Linked DNA regions of Gossypium hirsutum: region 2 is linked to region 1. The links are chromatin contacts, called in public Hi-C maps. All regions are on one chromosome and are shown on one strand. Each heading gives the region's core, a stretch centred on a gene start, on an enhancer-like site or on the middle of the called end of the contact. The rest is flanking DNA. Distances are from core to core; before and after follow the strand shown.

The links. A called contact is a pair of places that touch in the nucleus more often than the background predicts.
Region 2: a contact with region 1 is called in a Hi-C map of leaf, with 1.6 times the contacts expected there. The contact joins the promoter of LOC107897672 here to the promoter of LOC107897669 in region 1. A contact is called at or near these places in 2 of 34 Hi-C or Micro-C datasets (leaf and petal).

The regions. Positions count from the first base shown.
Region 1 is chrD06:54,215,207-54,217,919 of Gossypium_hirsutum_v2.1, forward strand. It overlaps LOC107897669 (O-fucosyltransferase 36), which reads right to left and starts at 1,448. Exons shown (of 3, transcript XM_016823192.2): 1 at 1-1,448. The coding sequence starts at 1,196.
Region 2 is chrD06:54,496,426-54,499,125 of Gossypium_hirsutum_v2.1, forward strand. It overlaps LOC107897672 (pectinesterase 3), which reads right to left and starts at 1,375. Exons shown (of 4, transcript XM_016823198.2): 1 at 135-1,375. The coding sequence starts at 1,215.

The sequences.
Region 1 (2,713 bases), core at 198-2,697:
AGGAACGTCTGAATAAACCGTTGAGCAGTCAATAAGATAAGCTTACTTGGTTCGATCAAAGTCTTACACTTATGCGCGATAGGACCACCTGGTTGCGTCACCCAATCTCTCTCCATTTCCGCAAAGAAAACATCCCCAATTGCTATCACATCATCATCCGAAGCAAACTTCTCTTCCAGATCCTTAATCGTTTTTTGACTCGGCTTCTTAATATCCTCACTCTTCCAAGCACTCTCTAATTTCCCCATCGAAATTCCTAATGACCTCAACTTCTTCAAATGCTCTTCGTCCACGTAACACGGCTGCGGGCTGGAGAAATAGCAAATGAACCTATCAATGTGAGCGTGATTCTTCTTCATTTCCATGAAGTCTTCGAATGGGATAACAGCTTTTTTCCCAACACAATCGTTAATGTGCTCGGTATCCAAAACTCGATTGTACTGATAATCGAATTTCGAACTGGGAATCACCAATGCCCGATTTAGAACAGCCGCGAAGAACATGTGTTTTTCCAAACAAATCAGATGGTTACTCATTTGACCCGACAAGCAAATGGCAAACAAGAATTTATTGGGTTTAGGTTTCCATTCGATTGTTCTTCTTTCAGAGAATTTCAGGTCAACTTTTCTGCAACGGTCGAAACTGTAACCGGCATAGGCGGGGTCTAAAACGGTGGCGTTCTGGAGGGTGTTTCCTGTTTTGTGAGGCGATAAGAGGGTTTGCTGGATGTGTTTGTTTAAGGTGATCTGATTGAGCAATGAGGCTTTGATGTCGTCAAACTGAACGGCTGAGACATTGTCATTAGAGTTGACGAAAGTGTGGTTCCAAAGAGAAAGAAGGGAAGTTAGCTGTTGATTCAACAAGTAGAGAGCTTGGAGTTGGGATTCTTTGAGTTGATCCGACACCTTATTGAATTTAAGGGAGGAGATGTTGGAAGAGAAGAGGGAACGAATGTCGGTGGAGAGGAAGATAGGGATGAGGAGGAGAGGGAGGAAGATGGCGAAGAGGTAACGCTTGTTGAAGGTGAGCTTGAAACGTCGTCGGATTTGAGATTCCAGCTCTTCGATGTGGAAACCGGATCTTGGAGCGGTAGAAGCGCGTGGGCTGGTTGGGATTTGGCGTGGGAGGTGCTTGGTGTCGTTTTGGTGGATTAAGGTTTGGCGATCGTCGTCTTCGTCGGATGAATGTCGGTCCATTTGTTTGCTTAAGAGGGGAGCAGTGAGTCTGCGAGTGATGGAATGGCTAAGTCAGAGATGATAGTTTTCAAAAAAATACCTTAGTTGATTAAAATGGAGACTGGGATTGGTTAAAAATTTAGGGTTTGGTTAAAAACGACAGAATTTTTGTTGAGCGGAGCTGGCGTAAGGAAGAATGTCAATTATCGAAGCAGCAGAAGAAAGACACAAGTCGGTGGAAGAAAATGACTCCGTGCCGTCCCACCATTGTCTTGGGTACGACCCGAACCCGATAATATGTTTTTGTCGACAAGCAAACGACGTCGTACTGAATCCACATGAGAAATGTGAAAAGTAATTAAAAACCTCAATTACCAACTATATTTTTTTTAAAACGAGGAGGATGATTATATCGGTTAAATTATTAATTTCAAATTTAAGATGAGTTTAATTTATTTAAATATTAAAATAAATAAAAATGATAATAAATACTAAAAGATAAATGCAGGCAAAGTTACAATAGAAATTAGGAAAAAAAAAGGTGCACATACAGAGGTAATTCTAGGGGGCTAGCATGGGCCTTGGGTCCTCTAAAATAAAAAAATTGTTATTTAAGCTTTTTAATTTTTTTTTAAAATTTAAATTAATAAAGATAAAATTACACTTTGGCCCCCTTTAAAATTATAAAAATTTGATTTAATTCTTTTTAAAATTATAAAGATTTAGATTATAAAAAATTAAAATTTTATTTGACCCCCTTAAAAATTGTTCTAGCTTTGCCCCTGTGCACATATTTCATTTTTATTATTTTATTCATAAAAAAATCAAAGATTCTGGGTTTGATTGGAAATCTTCAAACAAATGCCCTTCCCCATAGTATATAGAGGCTATATGTTCGAATTGACTTGATGACTGAGCTGCAACATTGTTAAACCCATTAGTAGTAAATTTTTTAAGCACTGAGGATATCAAAGATACTTGAGCTGCTAGTGAAGTGAGGGCATCCACTTCATGTACTCTTGCGACTCGTCTTGAAGTTGCTCGATTGGTTGCCACTGGTAATTGTTGCTGGCAATTCTCTCAATATTTCATAAGCCTCATTATAAGACTTAGAAAGGAGAGCACCGTTGGCAGAAGCGTCTACTACCATCCTCGTGTGAGCATTGAGATCGTTATAGAATGTCTCCAACTAGATGCAATACGGGGTTCTATGATGAGGGCATTTTTGTAACAGTTCTTTAAATCTTTCACACGCCTCATACAATGACTTGTCATCCATTTGTTGGAAGGTAGTTATTTAATTCCACAATTTACAATCCTTGCTAGGTGGAAAATATTTCATACGGAAGCGTTTTGCCAACTCTTGCCATGTTGTTATGGAATCTGGTGACAATGAGTTCAACCAGGCTCAAGCTCTGTCCCTTAGAGAATATGAGAACAACTTTAATCTCAGTGCATTTTCAGGTATTTCGACTAACTTGAAGGAATCACTCATCTCCATAAACAATCTGAGGTGAATGTGAGGATCTTCAATAGGC
Region 2 (2,700 bases), core at 125-2,624, 280 kb after region 1:
CAAGATACAAAGATACTAGCAAATCACAATGTAGACAGGCTCATAAATGGGGCAATCTAGAAACTATTGTCAGGCTCCATTGAAACTACAAATCTAGAACTGATCAAAGTAAATGAAGATTGAATATGACTTACCGAAAGTAGCTGTAGCAAATGTGGGAGTTCCATCAACAAAGTTGTGGCTGCCGGAAATTAAAGTCTTTGTTTTGCCATCACCGTAAATCATCACATTCCACATGTGTTTATCAAGAATCACATTCTCAACATACTTGCCTTCCTTCACATATATAACGAACCTTGATTCATTCTTTTTTCCTACCAATTTCACCGCATCATTAATGGTCAAGACATTCCCGGAACCATCTTGAGCCACAATAACATTGGGGGTAGGTTTGGATTCCTGCAATAGTCTCCTTTCAGTGGGACTAACCCAAGCCGGGAACTCCGAACCTGCTTTCTCAAACCCAAGCAACCTCCTATGAATACGAATATTTAAATCAGTCAATAAACCTAAGATTCTGGCAACTATAGCCAAACTGTTGCTGGCATATTCAGTTGAGTTTTGCATGGCAGCTTTCATTTCTTCAACAACTGTGGCGTTGAAGTGCTTTGTGGCGTTTAACTCCTCCAGGGAGTCTAAACATGTTTCCTGGTCAGTTATAGCAGTACTTAGCCAAGTCTTCAAGTCACTGATCTTGGAATCTGACAACAACTTCTCTCCTTCTCCAACTTCAAGGGAAGTTGCTGAATCATTCAATCGATCCAAGGCGTCGTCGAACATAGTTTCACATACTTGTAAAGCGGATTTCAGTCGGATATCATTAGTTTCAGCTTTGAGCTTGGTGGGATAGTGAGACAAACTGGAGAGCTCATCGATGGCTACTTTCAAAGACAGCTTGAAGAGGAGTTCTGGGACGGTTGTATTCGAGGGAGCAATGGAAGATATGCTGGAGAAGCAGGAAGCCGGGTACTGAGTCACACTACAAACAGCTTTGAGTGAAGCGGCTGGAGTCAACGCAGGCGGGGGAAGAGTGTTGGGGGAGGAGGAGCTTCGCTTGTGTAAAAAAATCCCAACGACGGCGGCAGTGATGAGTGTTAAAAGGAGGAGAATGAGGATGATAAGGGTGATAAGACGCCTTCGTTTCTTTCGCCTGAAAGCTAGTTCTTCCACTTCGTCAACTTTACCATACCCCTTGAATGAATTGATTGAATCCATCTAATTTCATGAATCCCACTTTGCCTGTTTGGGGGAGGTTCTGTAGGGTTTGAGAGTCGAGGAGAGGAGAGGAGAGGAGAGGAATGGATTGGGGGAAGCTGCTTTGGGTTTGCAAGTTATTATTATTTTTTCTGAAAGTTATTATTAATTGTATTGTTAATAATCAAATTATTAAAGCCAATATCCTATTTCCATCTGTAGTTTTACAGTGGTAAGACCCACCAACTTCCAATCTATAGCTCTATTTTTACAATAAATTCTGGAAACTTATCGTGCCACAAGATTAAACTACTGCTCCGCCGTGTTTAAAAGAATAGAACCTATTTCTATTTCTATTTCTATTTCTATTTCTATTTGGTTGGTCCATAATTTGTATTTTGTCAATTAAGTTAGTCTCTCCATATTAACATTATTAGTTTGTGCTGATGTAACATTTTCACGTCATATGGTAAACTATAACAATGGTTTTTTTTTTTAGCTCAGAGTATATTTTAGTCACTTATATTTGAAAAATTACATTTTAGTCACTTACGTTAGGGTTCTATTACGAAGTGGTCATTCTGCCGTTAAGCTTCGTTACCTCCCTACCGACAGTCCTACATGATAGTCCAAATGAGTTTTAAATGCCAACTTAGGTGTCCAGTTGAGATAAGAATAGATTTTTAATTAAATAAATTTAATTAATTAAAAACTTTAAATTAATTACACCTAAAAAATAAAAACTTTTCGTCTCCTTTTTCTTTTAGTTTTCTTTTCCATTTTGATTGAAAAAACTATTGCTATCTTTATTGAATCGAAACAATATAAATCAAATTGAGTGCTTCATCAATCGATTGAATTTTTTTGTTCAACATGGAAAAACAAAGGATGGACTCAATGGAGGGTCCATGTATATCTTCTTTGCATCTATTTGTCTCTTTTACTAAATAAGTAGTTTTACTCTAAACCAACATACTATTTAATGACAACCTTAAATTAAAAACCTTGATATTTCCTTCATTTACATCCATTTGTCCTGGTATATCTTCCTTTTTGATATTTTATTCACAAAAGAAGAAACCCTTAAAAAGAACCCCAAAAGATCCAATCTTTAGTGTTTTATCTCTGAAACTCTATTTACTTTCTTTTTTCAAATCTTTCGAGATCCAATTTTTCTTTCTTCAAACAGAAAGTCCATATCCAAAAATGCCATCAACAACCACCATTTACAACACCATCACCTCAAACCCAACCACATTTTCCTCACATGCCAAACACAAGCTTCGTTTGTGGCCAAAGCTATTCTCTCTCCTCTTTCTATGTCCCCATCTCTCCCTCTCCTCTTTCTTACTATTTTAATCTTTGAAGTGGATGGTATTTGAGTCCTTGCTTGTTTCATTCATGAATTCATTAGTGCTGTTGTTTGAAATTGAACTAGAGCTAATATAATGTTGTTTTTAGGTTTGAATTGTTGAGGAATTTGTTGGTACTAATATAATGTTTTAT